Linked DNA regions of Rattus norvegicus: region 2 is linked to region 1. The links are chromatin contacts, called in public Hi-C maps. All regions are on one chromosome and are shown on one strand. The core of a region is the stretch at or near the end of the contact, and the rest is flanking DNA. Distances in the headings are between cores, read along the strand shown. Region 1 overlaps Tnn (tenascin N). Region 2 has its middle 21 kb from the start of Tnn.

Evidence for each region. Hi-C and Micro-C count contacts between places; a contact is called where the count stands out from the background.
Region 2: a Hi-C map of the A7r5 cell line shows a contact between it and region 1, with 5 times the contacts expected there. The contact joins two enhancer-like sites. A contact is called at or near these places in 6 of 12 Hi-C or Micro-C datasets (the A7r5 cell line, the Rat2 cell line, Schwann cells and 3 more).

The regions. Positions count from the first base shown.
Region 1 is chr13:74,850,011-74,857,538 of GRCr8, forward strand. Tnn (tenascin N) reads right to left here. Exons shown (of 22, transcript NM_001107189.2): 21 at 5,951-6,114; 22 at 2,576-3,678. The coding sequence ends at 3,538. Among named protein-coding and RNA genes, the nearest start is that of Kiaa0040, 46 kb to the left of the region's middle. Within about 2 kb of position 2,916, at least 3 of the 93 cell types and tissues checked have an H3K27ac peak or open chromatin away from gene starts, as enhancers often do. A contact at or near this core is called in the A7r5 cell line, where this site is marked.
Region 2 is chr13:74,936,799-74,944,326 of GRCr8, forward strand. No RefSeq gene overlaps it. Among named protein-coding and RNA genes, the nearest start is that of Tnn, 21 kb to the left of the region's middle. Within about 2 kb of position 4,978, at least 9 of the 93 cell types and tissues checked have an H3K27ac peak or open chromatin away from gene starts, as enhancers often do. A contact at or near this core is called in the A7r5 cell line, where this site is marked.

The DNA.
Region 1 (7,528 bases), core at 1,666-4,165:
ACTGACAGCCATTGCAGCAATGACCCCTGCCTGTCCTTCCCGCTGGCTCCCTGGGTCCTCAGCCAGAGAAGCCACTTTGCCGCCCCCGTGTCATTCATGTGCAGCCTGACTCTCCCAAGTGTCTAGCTGCTTCCCTCACTGATTCCGTCTGTCTTTCTAGATCTGATACCATCACTATAGCCCCCTAAAACCTTTTTAGTGGAATTAGACACAGGCACACACGCGTGCACACATATGCACACACACTTAGTGACTTTAGTGACTCACTTTTTCTTTAAGCCACTACCATCTGATTTGTTTCCTGTCTTCAATAGTTCTAAGAGTTGACCAGGGGTAGCAGTTTGCTTGCTCGACTTTACCTTGTGCATGCACAGAAGAGATAACACTTGGGTGCTCTGCTCCTGGCTTCTAGTGCATCCCAACTTCTTAAGTCTCTTTTCACTTTGGGTCATCCTGAAGCATGGAATGACTTCCTTTGAGCTTCAGATCTTTGAGGATCCATAACCTGGCTCTAAGAAAAAGTGTTTGAACCTCTCTGAAAAGGAGATCGCCCCCAAAACCCATTTCATAGGCCCATTTTCCATGACTGGAAAAGACTGCTGGGCAGGCCATGTTAAAGCAAAGGACAGCATGCAGGAAGGTTGGGGGCTTGGATGTTGCCCGCTCTATAAACACTGTGAAATGAACTTCTTAGATTCCCTTTTCTGCTCACAGTAAACTATTTGAAGGTCAGCTGAATATTTCTCCATGGCAACAAAGGACCTACATGCAAAAGGATGCTAAAACAGCTTCAGTCTCCCACACAGTTCAGTTCAGTGGCCAAACCGTGGGGTCAATGATGGGCATGGTGTCATCTGATGCCATCAAACCGTCCTCCGGAACAAAGGCTATGGCGATAGAACTTGGCTATAGAACTTGGCTATAGAACTACACAGACACAGAGAGGTTAGCAATCCTAGGAGCAGTTTTAATGGATCATAACATCTGAAGAGGGAGCCCACCAACCTGGTCTGTGATGGTTTGACTAAGAATGGCCCCCATAGGTTTGATCATCGGGGAGTAGCACTACTTGGAAAGGATTAGGTGTGTCTTTGTGGAAGTAGGCATAGCCTTATTGGAGGAAGTGTGTCCGGGGCCGGGGGGTGTTTAAGGTTTCAAAAGCCCAAGCTAGGCCCAGGATCTCTCTCTCCCTGCTGCCTGTGGATCTGGATGTGGAACTCTGCTACCCGCCCCCCCCCCCCAGAACCATGTCTGCCTGTGTGCCTCCCATGCTTTCTGCTGTGATGACAATGGACTGCGCCTGTGAAACGGTAAGCCAGCCCCAATCACATGCTTTCCTTTCTAAGCGTGGTTATGGTGTCTCTTCACAGCAATAGAACACTGACCAAGACAATGTCTTAACAAGCGCACTTAGGAAGCCTGCTGAAAGCTGAGGGTGTTGCTACTGTAGGCAATCTCTCTGGCTCTGGGCTAGTGCTGGGATTGAATCCTTTGTCCGGTAAGCAGTTTCCTGCTAATAGATTTGACCTGATCACGATGATCCCAAGGACTCTTATCTGCAGAGATGAGGTCCATTTGTGCAAAGAAGTATAGAACAGGGAAGAAAGAATCTGAGGAGAAGATATGGAGCTAGAAGGTGCTACAGAAGGGGCCAAGACCGAGGAGGAAGTTACCTAGGGCTTATGCCCCCCCCAAAAAAGTGCCTTAAGACTGAGAGAATCTGTCTCTGAGAATCTCTCCCCTTCAGGAAAGTCTTTACAGTACCCATCTCTGCTGCCGTCGCCACCTCAGCAGCTCCTCTCAGCAGCAATCACTTCTTAAAGTTACAAACTTGTCGCTCATCAGTCTCCAACTATAGAGCTGATTCACTATTTACTGACCACCTCCACTCCTAGGCTAGAAGCATATTCTGTTTATTGTCAGCCTTTGCCTAGCATAGGTAGAACAAGGTATGAATCTGTTTATTTGGATAGGTTTGGCACTTAGAACAGAACCCAGTACATGATGAGATTTAAGCAGTAAATGTTGAATAAACAAGCGGATGAATAAAGGACAGCGTACAAGCTCTGTTAGCACCAGGACTGTTGTGACATGTCCTTTTGTTTCTCCAGTAGGCCACCACTTCCTAGATTCTTGAGTCAATGACAATGCGTATGCACTTTTTTTTTTTTTAAATGATTAGCCCCAATGCCGAGCGAGCTTCATCATCAGATCTGGCCATTGCTGTGGCCTTGCTGAATGTGTTTGCCTGGGTACGGGTGGGGATCCTGAAAACCTGAATGGTTAACACAAGTGGTTTCTGGTGTATGACTTGGCATGGACCCAGAGGTGAAGCCTGAGAAAGCTAAGCAACACACACACCCTAGACAAGACGGGAAAGTGCAGCTTCTAGAACACTTGCCCTCCTTCCCACTCCCACACTTCTACTGCATTCCAAATAACACTGGTTTCCATGTCTACTGTCACACAGGTAAGAGACCACAGCCAACCAAATTCCAGGGTAACGTTCAAATTATCACTTCAGTTGTACATAGTTTAAAATTCTAGGGGAGAAAATAACACAAGACATCTTTTTTTAAAATCAAATGTTTTATTTTTGTTTTCTTGAGTAGGAATTTAAGTTACTTCAATGGTCACTGACTTGGCTACAGAAAACCTTCCAAAATGATACCAAACACGAAAGAAGGGTGATATGAGGAAGCTTCCAGTGTGGAGAGCAGGGAAGGGAGGCTGGGGACTGACTGAAGTGGGGGGGGCGTGGAGGTGAGTCAGGGAAAGCTGAGGGTACCAGTTATTTAGAGAGATTGGCTATTTAAAGTTGAAATGACTGCAAATTTATTTACAACATATGCAGATCTATGGAAGAGATTATGCAAATGTCTAGAAAAGGGGCAGTTAAAAATAGCAATAAGACGGGAGCTTTGGTCTCCAGAATGCTAGAGACTAGTCAGAACTTAACTATGACTGCATCGTGGCCCCTTTGTGGTCTCTTCGTTCGTTCTTTAAACACAGGAAGTTTAAAAGGAGTAAGATTTATTCTTTCCCCTCAAAACCAGGAGAACCAGGAGACAACAAGCCTCAGCTTGCCTCAGCTCTGACCCCCGGGGGATCAGAACCTCACTCTGTTTTTTTTTTTCTTTAAAAAATCTATATCATCAGTCGCATACAGAGATCTCCACCAATTGCTAAAGACTTCCAATTGATATTGTTATCGATGTACTGGATCGATGCATTTGTCATTAAGTAAGGATGGGTTGAAAAACCTCGTGTTTCCAACACGGTGTCCTATCCATATGTATTGTTCAGTTACAACATTGTTGGCTTTCGGGGCCCTCAGTAGAGACGGGCAAACATGCAGATGACATGGAAGGAACCTCTAACGGTCTAAGCATGATGACATCATTAGCACTGTGTACCCAACAATCTAAGAAATTAGAGGCTCTGAGCATCCCTCAAACTTCAGCTCCCCCGTCACCACCACCCACCCTGTCCGCCCCAAGCCTCTCTTGTCTCCTGTGAAGACAGCTCAGATGGCCTTTAGAACACTCTTGCCTTCCCTCCTATGGACCGCTTCTTCCTGCCAGAGAAACGGTCTCTGCTGTAACCAAAGGGGCGGATTTTTAGCTCCACGTAAGGAATGGAGAACTCATGTCCTTTCCATGGCTCCCAGTTCACCCCCTGTAAAACAAACAAACAAACAACATCAAGAACCAGTATCTGGGAGAAGAGTAAGGTGGCTTATGGTAGGGGGGAATCCTAAAGAGCAAGAAACCACTCGCTCTCTGATAGAAGAGGAAAAAGAAGAGAAATTTCTACTAGTGATGGGTTATGAGCCAAAATAGGAGGGCCAGATCATGTACCCTCTCCTGGAATTTGACAAGCTGAGTGGACAGAGAAAGAAGCCTCCATGGTGGGAAGACGGACAGTGAGCCCAAGATGTAGGGGAGGCACAAGGGTGACAAGGGGGTCAACTTAGGCAGAGAGCCGCAAATCATTGCTGTACACTGTTCTTTTCCAAAAAAAAATAAAATAAAATAAAATAAAAGGAAAAAATAAACATATTAATTAGCCAATTGTGTAAAATCATTTTCAATTTAGGCTGTTTAGATATTAGCGCTGGGGTAACAAATGGCCTGCTGAAAACTAAATTTCATTTTATGTCTTTTGACTGGTGAGCACAATAATATTTAATTCACTTAATAACCTTGCAACCTGGCCAATAAAGAGCCCAAGTGACCAATTTTATGTATTTTAATTTGTGAGGTAAATAATAAACAAGAAGCTAAATGGTTTGCAGACCGAGAAAAGCACATTAACCAGATGAATGTCTTTTATTAGCAAATGCAGGGACAGTTTAGGGCATGCTGGCTGCTCATTTCAAATATTTGATCTCTGAGCACAAGCTCCCCTGGTCGGCCCACATGCTGCCACCATGATTCATTGGGCCAACCCTCCTCATTGCCCTAGGGGCAAATTTCTTCTACCCTTTGGAAAAAATAATCACTTAAGGATTGGGAGTTCTGGCTATGTGGTAAGAACAAAAGTAATAAGAATGTGCCTGGATTTAAGAAGTGCTAATATTTACAGAAATATTGGTATGTGTGAGTTCTGGGGACAGGTGGCTTCCTGAAGGCCAAGATCAGGACCTAAGATTGGAAATTAGAGACCCAAGGCAGGTGTATGGAAGACAGGAGATTGACCATGAATAGGAGAAAAGTGTAATTTTCAAGAAGCCAAGAGGGGTCACAGATGTCCTATAGCTGGCAAAGAGTCACTATGATATGCAAGGATCATGGCAGTCCATGAAAGTACAGACAGGAATGTTTGCAAGAGAGGACACCTCACACACACGGAGTCTTGAACATTGTCCTGACAGAGGGACAAGAATAGGGTACAGAAGACTCTTGGAGGCGTGGGTTAAAGTGGAGCCAAGGCTAAGTCTGACCTAAAACACAACCTGTTTACCTAGTGATCAAGGCACAGAGAGTCCTGCTATAACGGAGAGGCCACCAGAAAAGGCAACCAAGTGACTGACCTTGGATTTAATGTTTATGTTCTCGAATTTTGCATATTGAAATTTTACTGGCCCAATTTGGTAGTATTCAGGGGCAGCCCTCTGAGGTGTCATTTTTAGATGCCCCCTACGATAGAAGAGGAGGTCAGGTGACCGCTCTGTGTGTCATGTGAAGATTTAGCTAGAAAGTGCCTGTCTCCATGCCAAGTAGCAAGGCTCCATCAAGAATGAATCTGCTGGCGCCATGGTCTTGAATCAGGAAACTCTAGAACTGTAAAACATGCCAGTCTGTTTTTAAACCACCTAACCTGTGGTAGTTCATTACCACAACCTGTTCTATAACAGGGTCTGATTATGAATTAGTAAGGTACATTGATAGCTAGGTATGGTGGTGCACACCTGTAACCCCAACCCTTAGGAGGCTAAGGTAGGAAGACCCAGAGTCCAAGGCCAGCCTAGGCTATATAGCAAGAGTCTGTATAAACAGATGAACAACAACAAAAATTTAGCCAGATGTGGTGGCAGATGCCTATAATAATCCCAGAATTTAAAAAGTAAAGGCAAGAGGATCAGGAATTTGCCTCAGCTCCAAGGCAAGTATGAAGTCAGCCTGGGCTACAGGAGTCCCACCCTGGCTCTAAAATATTACAAAAGAAACTTAAAAATGAAGTGAGACAGCATGTGATTCACACCATGGCTCTTTATAAATCAGTAACAATGAATCACCCATATGCAGATGAATAGATGTGCGGAAGTGAGACGCACACCATGTAGTATCTATCATCTGGTGACACCATGAAGCCTGAGGTACAGCCTCCTGACCTGACTGGGAGCTTCAGAGAGAGGGGGAAACTACCCCACTCACCTGGATGTCATCGCTTTGGGAGTAGAGACAGGCAAAGTTTGTGACAGAAAAGCTGTTCGCCGGCCACTTACCTCACTGTGCTTGGTCTCCCCATATTTGCCATTCGGGTTGGCCAAATGGCAGTTCTTATACCACCAGCCGCCATGATGCGTCAGCGCGCAGTTGCTGAGGGCAATATCATTGTCTCTGTCAAAAGTTGTGAACTTCCAACCATTGTGGTAGGTAAGAGCATCCCCTGCAGGAGAGACAAGAAGGGAGTCAGGAGCTGAGAAAAAAGGCCCCAGCAGGAAAAATCTAGGCCCAAAACACCAAGGATCCAGTTGTGTATCTCGGGTAACCACAACTAACTCAGAATGGAACAGTGTAGATGAACAGGTTCTCCTTGCTGGCCTGACACTCAAACACCAGCCCTGTTTCTCCATCAACCTCAACAGCATTTTTATTTGGAAGTTCTACCAACACAACAGCAGTCTAACTACCCTTCACTCAATCTAAACACCCTGTGTCCTGAATTTACTACAGTGACCATTCTCCCTGCCACCCCTGACCCAGAGTCCATGAACTTTGTTTGATGACATACCCTTGATCTAACCCTACTTTCTCAAGTCACCCTTCCCACCTCTACACAGCTGCCACCGGGGCCTCTTTTCGTCTCTGAGGGCCTGTGTTCACCCAGCAACCTTCCCTCTCACTCCGTCTCCCAGGCCCTGTGGGAGAATCTGTTTCATTGTCTTAAGCTTAGCATCCTACCTTCCACCATGTAGAAGATGACTCATCCTGCTTGCTGTGCAGACTGGTCACTGGGCTGCCTACATGTGCAACCTCTGACCCCACGGTCTCTACTACTGTGGTGAACAGGTCCATTTGCCCTCTGCCCTCCATTGTTCAAACCCTCACCTCCCTTACAGTCTACCTCAACTCTACTCATCGATCTTCACCCTCTATCCCAGCACACACACATGCGCGCGCACACACACACACACACACACACACACACTCACACACATGCACAGGCTTGCACACATGTGTGCACACACACACAGGCACATGCACACACACACTCACACATACACACATGCTCTCTCTCACACACACACACTCACACTCATACATACGTACATGCTCACACACACATGCACACACTTGCACACTCACGCACACACGCACCTGAACTTCGAGAGCCCTCCTGGGGACGTATGTACAATTTAATGCTTCATTACGTCTTGTCTGGAATCTGCTTTAATTACTTCACTCATATGGCGCCTCTTTCCCCTACCACATTCGTCATCCACTTAGAAGTGTACTTGCTTTTTCAGCTCATAAAAGGCAATAAGAGGCCATATCAATCACAGACTTAATCAAGTTCCCCTCCTGCAACAATGACACTCACGTTTACATCTAATTGCTGTGACTCTCACAGGGCTGCAAGGTGGGCTGGACTCTTCTAGATCCCACATGGAAATAAGATGCTAGAGATTCACTTATGACAGCCTAAGGTCCCAGACGCCACAACTGAGATTGCCAAGACTCAAAGGTTGGTCCTTAGACTCTAAAGTGACAATTCCTTCTGAAACACATGTTCCCTGGGACCTTGCACTCCCACAGAGGGCTTCATTCCTACTAGTAAGTGCGGTCTATCTCTGAGAGCC
Region 2 (7,528 bases), core at 3,728-6,227, 89 kb after region 1:
CAACCTCCTTTCAAGTTGTTGGTCAGGGAGTTCAAGAGAACCCCCCACAAAAGAAAACCCACTACAGGTTATGGCCATGACCCTTGGTTGTCACCCAGATGTTGACGATAGGATCCTGTCACTACGTAGAACCCTATTACTACAGACACGACTTACTTCAGACAGAGGACTTGGAATTGAGCTGGACCAGACATGGAAGGAGTCATACAAACTGCTAAGGGAGGAAAGCAATCACTAGTCCTCTCCATTGAGTGACACCTGAACATCAACAATGACCAGAAGAGCAAGACATTCTAAAGGGAACGATAGCAGCACTCAAACCCTGCGGGTAACGCTGGACTTACGGCCTACTCAGTAGGAGGGAATTCATTACTAGCATGATAAAAAAACATAGCCACGACCTGGCTGGTAAGACCGAAGATTCTAGAGAACTAGCTACTACCATTTAACTAAACCATTAGAGTTTCCAAACGCTTATCCTTATATCCACAACTAATTGTAGCTCCCACCCCTAACCAAAAAACAAACAAAACCAAAACAAAACAAATGTCTTTTTACAGCAGAGACCATCACAGGAAGCTACAACCGGTCAAAGTGTATAATTCCATTCTTCTTATAGGTGGATAGTACAAACCTTTCATAGACTCCGCATTCCTATTAAATACATTAATTTTGCAAGTGAAGAAATGGTTGATAATGTGAGAAACAAAGGAAAGGGTCTAAGTGTGAATTTGAGGCTTCTCAGCAAATGCAGCTTTTCATAACCAGTTTCAAAACTGGTTCATCACAGCAAAGGGCTCAGGAAATGCAGTCCTCTGTCTCTCAGCCACCCAATTAAGAGAGGGACGACTGACATGGCTCAGTAGGTTAAAAGCTGTCAAGCCTGAGTGCCTGAATTCTAAATTCGAACCCAGACTCCTGTGGGTTGTTCTCTGACCTTCACACACATGTAGTAGTATGTACACACACACACATGTAATAATAATAATAATAATAATAATAATAATGTAATTTAAATAAGTGAATGCTAGCATTGAGAAGATGACATGATGTCAGATATTCTAGCCCCACAGAGCTTTAAGTATAAGCATAGAAAAACGATATTCCAAGCAGCTTATATTTACACGAACTTAAGTAATACAATCTGTGCTTAAATACAGATGTTGTCACACAAGTTGGAACCTTTAGTGTCCTCTTTAATATCTACTACTATACATTGGGTTGGGAGTGTGGGAATTTAGACAACAGGAAGCTACTGAAGATTCTTTTAAAAACAAATCATATTATGTTTTTTAATGTAGGAAGGTTTTTTAAATTAATTTTTAATTAGCACACAGAATATTAGTTCTCATCAGGACATTACACACACAGACACATACACACACATGCATACACACACATGCACACACACACATACACACACATGCATACACACACATGCACACACACACACACATGCACATGCACACACAGAGAGACACATCATTGCCCTTTGCTTATTTTTATCCCACCCCAGCCCTCCTCAACCCTCTCACGAGTCTCCCTCCCCGTCTAAAGTCTCCTTATGCTTTTATTCTGTCATATATGAAAATCTAGATTCTGTTTATAAGAGTAAAGATGTAATATTTCATCTTTTTCTCACCTCCTCTCTCTTTAGGCCATTCCCTCCCCCTCTTATAGGCTTCTTTCTACGTTTACATCACACACACACACACACACACACACACACACACACACGCACACACACGAGATATAATTTCTACATATGAAGGAAAGCATGCAATACTTGACGTTCTCAGTCTGGTTTACTTCACTTACATGATGGGGAATATCCTTTTGAAAATGTATAGACAGAGCTGAAAGGGTTAACACCTCAGTGTTGAGAGATGGCGAGGCTCTAAGTGTATGTTTTGTTTTGTTTTTTGTTTCTCTTGTATCTCAGTATTTTCAAATGTCCCACAGTGAGTGTACATTACATTTCTCAGAGGAAAAAAAAGTCTCAGGGAGGAAGGCAGAAAGATCAGACTCAGAGCTGTGTGTAGGTAGTTCATGCTCTGATTTACGATGGGGCAGTTACCTGATCAGGACTCCATATCTTTTCCCTCACCCAGGCCTCTCCTCCCAGTTGCCGTTCTTGCAAGTACATGAAGCCTGTCAGTCTCACCAGAATGAAAGTCCAACAAGGGCAGGACAAGGGCAGGCAGCATATCTGCCATGTTCACAGTTGTCACCACCATACAACCACTGTTGGAATGAATTAATGACAGAGTTAAAGAATGTAAATCTGGAGATAGGCATATTAGTGAAGACTTGGCTATGGAGATGTGTATGAGACAGGGAGGGTGCCTAACTGGGGACAGGGAAGAGAATGGGGGAGGGAAAAGAGCATGGAGAGGATATGGTATAGAATCTATATAGCCCGGTAACTACTTGTATCCTTTTGACAAAAAGCAGAAGTGGGGGAGTATTCTCTAGGAAGAACTGCTAGAGATTGCTAATGGACTAAAGGCAAGCATGATTTTTAAAAAGTTTTCCTAACAAAGACATCATGAATCTTGCAGGTAAATGGATGGATCTTGAGAATATCATCCTGAGTAAGGTAACGCATTCCCAAAAGAACATGCAAAGTATGTATTCACCTATAAGTGGACATTAGCTATAAAATACGGGATGCCCATGTTATACTCCACGGACCCAAAGAGGTTGGGCAGGAAATAGGGCACAAGCAAGGATGCTTGAGCCTCACTTGAAAGGGGAATGGGATGCCTGTGGAAGGCAGATGGGGGGAGAGAAGTGAGTGAGAGGGGGAATCCAGAGAAGAGTGGGAGCCTCAGGGTGTGTGTGAGGAGGAGCAGGGAGGATGGCTGGATGGCAATGAGAATGAATAGAAATCTGCAACTGATGAGTGTGGAGGGTGTTAAGAAGGAGGTAGGGAGCATCTCCAGAAAGAGACAGAGACCTGGGATTGGGGAGGCACCCAGGAATCAATGGGGGTGTCCTTAGCTGTGACTCACAGCATTGGGAAGTCTGCCTCCTTTGGCCAGGCAAGAAAACTGGTGGAGCAATATGGACAGCATCCCACCCACAAAAGTCTTGTCCCAAAACTTACCCTGTCTACAAGAAATTCAGGAATTGGTGATGGAGCAGAGATTAAGGGACTAGCCAACCAATAACCTGCCCAACTGGAGACCCATCGCATGGGCAAGCACCAATCCCTGACACTATTAATGACGCTCTGTTATGCTTGCAGACAGAAGTCTACCATGGCTGTCCTCTGAGAGGATCCCCTCAACAACTGACCCAGACGTAGGTATACACCCACAGCCAAACCGTAGATGGAGCTTGGGGATTCTTATGGAAGAATAGGAGGAAGGATTGCAGCCCCTAAGGGCATAGGAACTCGACAGGAAGACCAACCTGGCTCCTTAGGGCTCTCAGAAACTGAACCACCAACCAAAGAGCATACAAGGGCTGGATGTAGGCCTCTTCACACATATGTAACATGTCTTCATGTGGGTCCCAAACAACTGGAGTGAAGGCTCCTGAGATAAAAAGGCGAAATTAATTAATTAATTAAGGCGAAGGGAGAAATTAATAGCATGGTGAATCCCAGGTTCTGCTTAGGACTCATTCATGTGCGCTGCCAGGAGATGAGACTCCAGGACAAAAGTCAGTTCAGCTTTGTCATTCAGTTTGAGGGGCCATTGATGCACTCAAAATACCGAAGGGGATGCTGAGGTCTGAAGTTGCAGAGAAGTTAAAGTTCAGGAGAGATGTGTGAATGCAGACAGACAGACACAGTAGCGGTGCCAGCTGAAGCTATCAGAACAATCAAAAACAGTCACAAAATAAGAAAAGAAAAGCCAGACAGAACAACCAAGTCTTCGTGAGACGGACACGTCTGAAAGAAGAGTGTGGGAGCACACTATTAGAAAGGTTACAATGCTGGGAAATTGTATGGAAAGAAAAGAGTTATTTTGATTAAGGCAAGAGTTCAAAGAAGGAAATAGTATGTGGAAATGGTAAATCAGAGCCAGATTTTGGAGATCACTAAATGTCAAAGAAATCAACTGTTTCCACCCTCTCTGTGATCAGTGGGAAGAGTAACTGTACATGTGCTGGATTTTGTGAGCTGAGCCCCCTAACCCTGGAGGAGAATTTAGAAGCAAAATGGGTCATTTAAGTGTCCGGACCATGGGGTTGGAAAGAGGGCTTCGCAGATCAGAACACTCTCAGCTCTTCCAAAAGTACTCGGGTTAATTCCCAGCATCCACGTGACAGGTCAGAAACCATCCATAATTCCAGCTTCTGGGGATCCAACACCCTCTTCTGTCTTCTGTGGGCACCAAGCATACACGTGGTAAACAAACATACATGCAGGCAAAACACTGATACACATAAAAACAAATGAATAAAATTTTTAAAGAGAATGAATATGTTTGCCTCTAACATATATCATCTAATCCAAAGCGCCACTGACTTGAAGAAGCTGGAGAGGAAAACCCAGAACTTCAAGGGCTGTCATTATTTTTGCTTAGTTCTTAAGCAAAGCATGCTGCCAGTGACAATGACAGACTCCCCAAGAATCCTGCTGGTCCAGCCAAATCCAAAACCAATCGCAGCTTATCCCACAGCCTCTGTGAGGAGCCTCTGTCATGGAGTCTTGGCGCCACAGTGAATGCTGGGATTTTTGGGTTATATCCCAGAGAAGCCATCAGACCAGAGCAGAAAGAGGTCTGTTCACCTTTCCGTTACAGCGTCCCACAAACAAAGAAAATGGCCCCAAGGCAAGGAGAGGGCAGACATCCTGACTCTTAAATGTTGGCAGCCCTACCTTCTACCCTGACTCTGTGGTTTTGGGAGAAGTTTAAAGCTGTGCTTCAAAAGTAATTATACATGAAGGACCTGGTTAAGCATAACCACAGCAGGGGAGAGAGATGAGCTGTATCTCTGCAGGAGGCCTCAGGGCCCATGGTGAGTATGTGTGTCTGACTGTGCAGTAAGGTATGCAGTGACGTCTTGGTGGATGGCATGTGTCTGGCATCAGAACGATCTGTTCTGTGGTCTAGGAGAAGGACAGCGATTCGGACTGACAGACAGGTGGTTGGCAACTGGTTGGGTGTCCACAAACATCTTCAGGAGAATGCACTGGCTCAGACACTTTGATGGCACGTACTGTATGGTCACTTTCAGAAAATCTTAAAGTTCCTGGACAACGTCCGAGGCTACAAAACTCCACTGAGATATGAGCTGGGCAGATCTGCCACCCTGAGGAAATGACTGGCCCTGGAACTTTGAGGAAAGAAAAGGCAAAGTAAGTGTAGTTGATCAAAAATTCTTTGATCAAAATTATGGCCAATCTTTCCTCTAGACCCCAATTTAACTTTGTTCTGGATCATTCTTCTCAGTGGAAGTAGTGTTAATAGGCAGGGGGATCTTTTGGAGAGGAGAGAGACCACTTCTAGATTTTGAAAGCATAGGAAGACTGAGCTTTGCCTTTTAGACTTCCTCAAGATGCCCCATGTTAAAGAAGAAAGCCCCCCATTTTCTCTCAGCTCGCTTGTGATGATCAATGTGTTCAGTGTTGTGAAAGAGGCAAAACTAACCATAGGAAGATCACAAAGGACAGGGCTCATGAAGGAGTCAAGTTTAAGAGTGAATCCAAAATATGAGATCTATGGCTAAGGGTACCAATACCATGGAGAATGGAAAATACACGATGGAGGTAGGCTCTGTCTTAGCTAGTAAAGCTAGTTAGGTAGCTTCTACTAGTAGTGAAGCTGGTAAAGCTACAGATGAGAAAGAACCGACCCTGGGCTCCCAGGCTCATAATTGCTTGTACAATATACAGGCTGGAGGGAAGGTATTGTTGATGAGGAATGGCCATGTTGGTATGAGGACCTGGGTCCAATTCCCTAAGCCCAAGTGAAAACACCAAGCATGGTGGCACATGCTTGTGATTCCGTCTCTGGGAGGAGAAGGCAGGGGGATAGGTCTCTGTGCTGTCTAGCCAGACAGACAGACAAATTGGCAAGTTCTAGGCTAGTGAGCAACCTTGTTACAAAGGAAGTAGACAGCATTTCTGAAGATAGGCAGACAGTATCTTCCAGCCTCCACAGACCTGTGTACACACCCATGCAAACATACACCTATACATACATGTACACACATGTTTGAGTGGGATTAATGCCAGAAGTGTTCTAAAAGAAAACTAACTCTGTCTGAGGACCCAGCAAAGCCTCCTAGCTAAACTAGAAATAGGTATGTGTTTTGAGGTCAGAAAATAATGTTGTTTGCGCGTGTATGTTGTTTACGTGTGTATATGCCCCGGTACATAGCATATGTCTCCCAACAATGGTTTGCATCTGGCAAACTCATACTAAAGGTTTTTTAATTAATTCAATGACAGGTTACTATAGCTTTCTGTTGGCCATTCCTCCTAAATCTCACTCTTGTTTTCTGGGAGTGCCTGGAGAGTTTCATTTTTGAATAACATCTGGTAAATGGGATAACAATTAGACATAGAGATTGCCATTTTATGACATGAGACAACTTTTTAAGAAAGGATCCCTGTGGCCTGCAGTTAAAAGAGAAGTCTTTGTCGTTGTGATCATCCTAGATCATTTATTGGGGACTCAGTGGGCAGCAGCTGCTCTAAGTATTCTTTAATCCTCACAATAACCCAGCATGGTGGGGAGCTTGTCACATGGGAACTCAATATAAGGAAAGTAAACAGAAGAGCTAAGATAATCAGCCTCAGAGCCTGCCACTCAGGCATCCCACACTTGCAGCTCAAAACTAAGGGCACAGGGGACTTAAACTTTGTCCCAGTACGCAGGGCAGAGGTCAGTAAGTATTAAAATTAAATGCATTTTTAAGCTCTGTAATTTTACCAGCTCATTTCCCCCTAAATTCCCACTATTTCTTAGTAGAAAGGGATGGGTCCTGAATGCAAAAGTGTTTTTTGTTGCTCATCTTGCCCAAGTGAATATATATTGCTAAGAAAATAATGTTAAGGGCCAGCAGAAAGAATGGAAACAGGCAATCTTGGGAGGTATGATCAGGGGTGGGGGGGCCAGGGAGAGTGGGGGACTCCAGAATGTATCAGAGACCTGGGAGGTGAGAGACTTTCAGGACTCAAAGGGAGGGGCCTTAGATGAAATGCCCTACAGTGGGGAGAGGGAACTTGTAGAGCCCACCTCCAGCAGAAAGACAGGATAGTGAGGGATAGTGTTTCCATCCCACAGTCAATAACTCTGACCCATAATTGTTCCTGTCTTGAAAGAACTACAAGGACAAAAATGGAGAAGAGCCTGAGGAAAAGGAGGTCCAGCGACAGGTCCAAAGTGGGATCCAGCTCAAGGGGAGGCCCCAAGGTCTGATGCTATTACTGAGGCTACGGTTTGTTTACAAATAGGGACCTATTATGACTACCCTCTGAAAGGCCCAAAAAGCAGCCAAGTTAGAAGCAGATATTTGCACCCAACCAATGGACAGAAGCTGCTGACCCCTCTAGTTGAATTCGGAA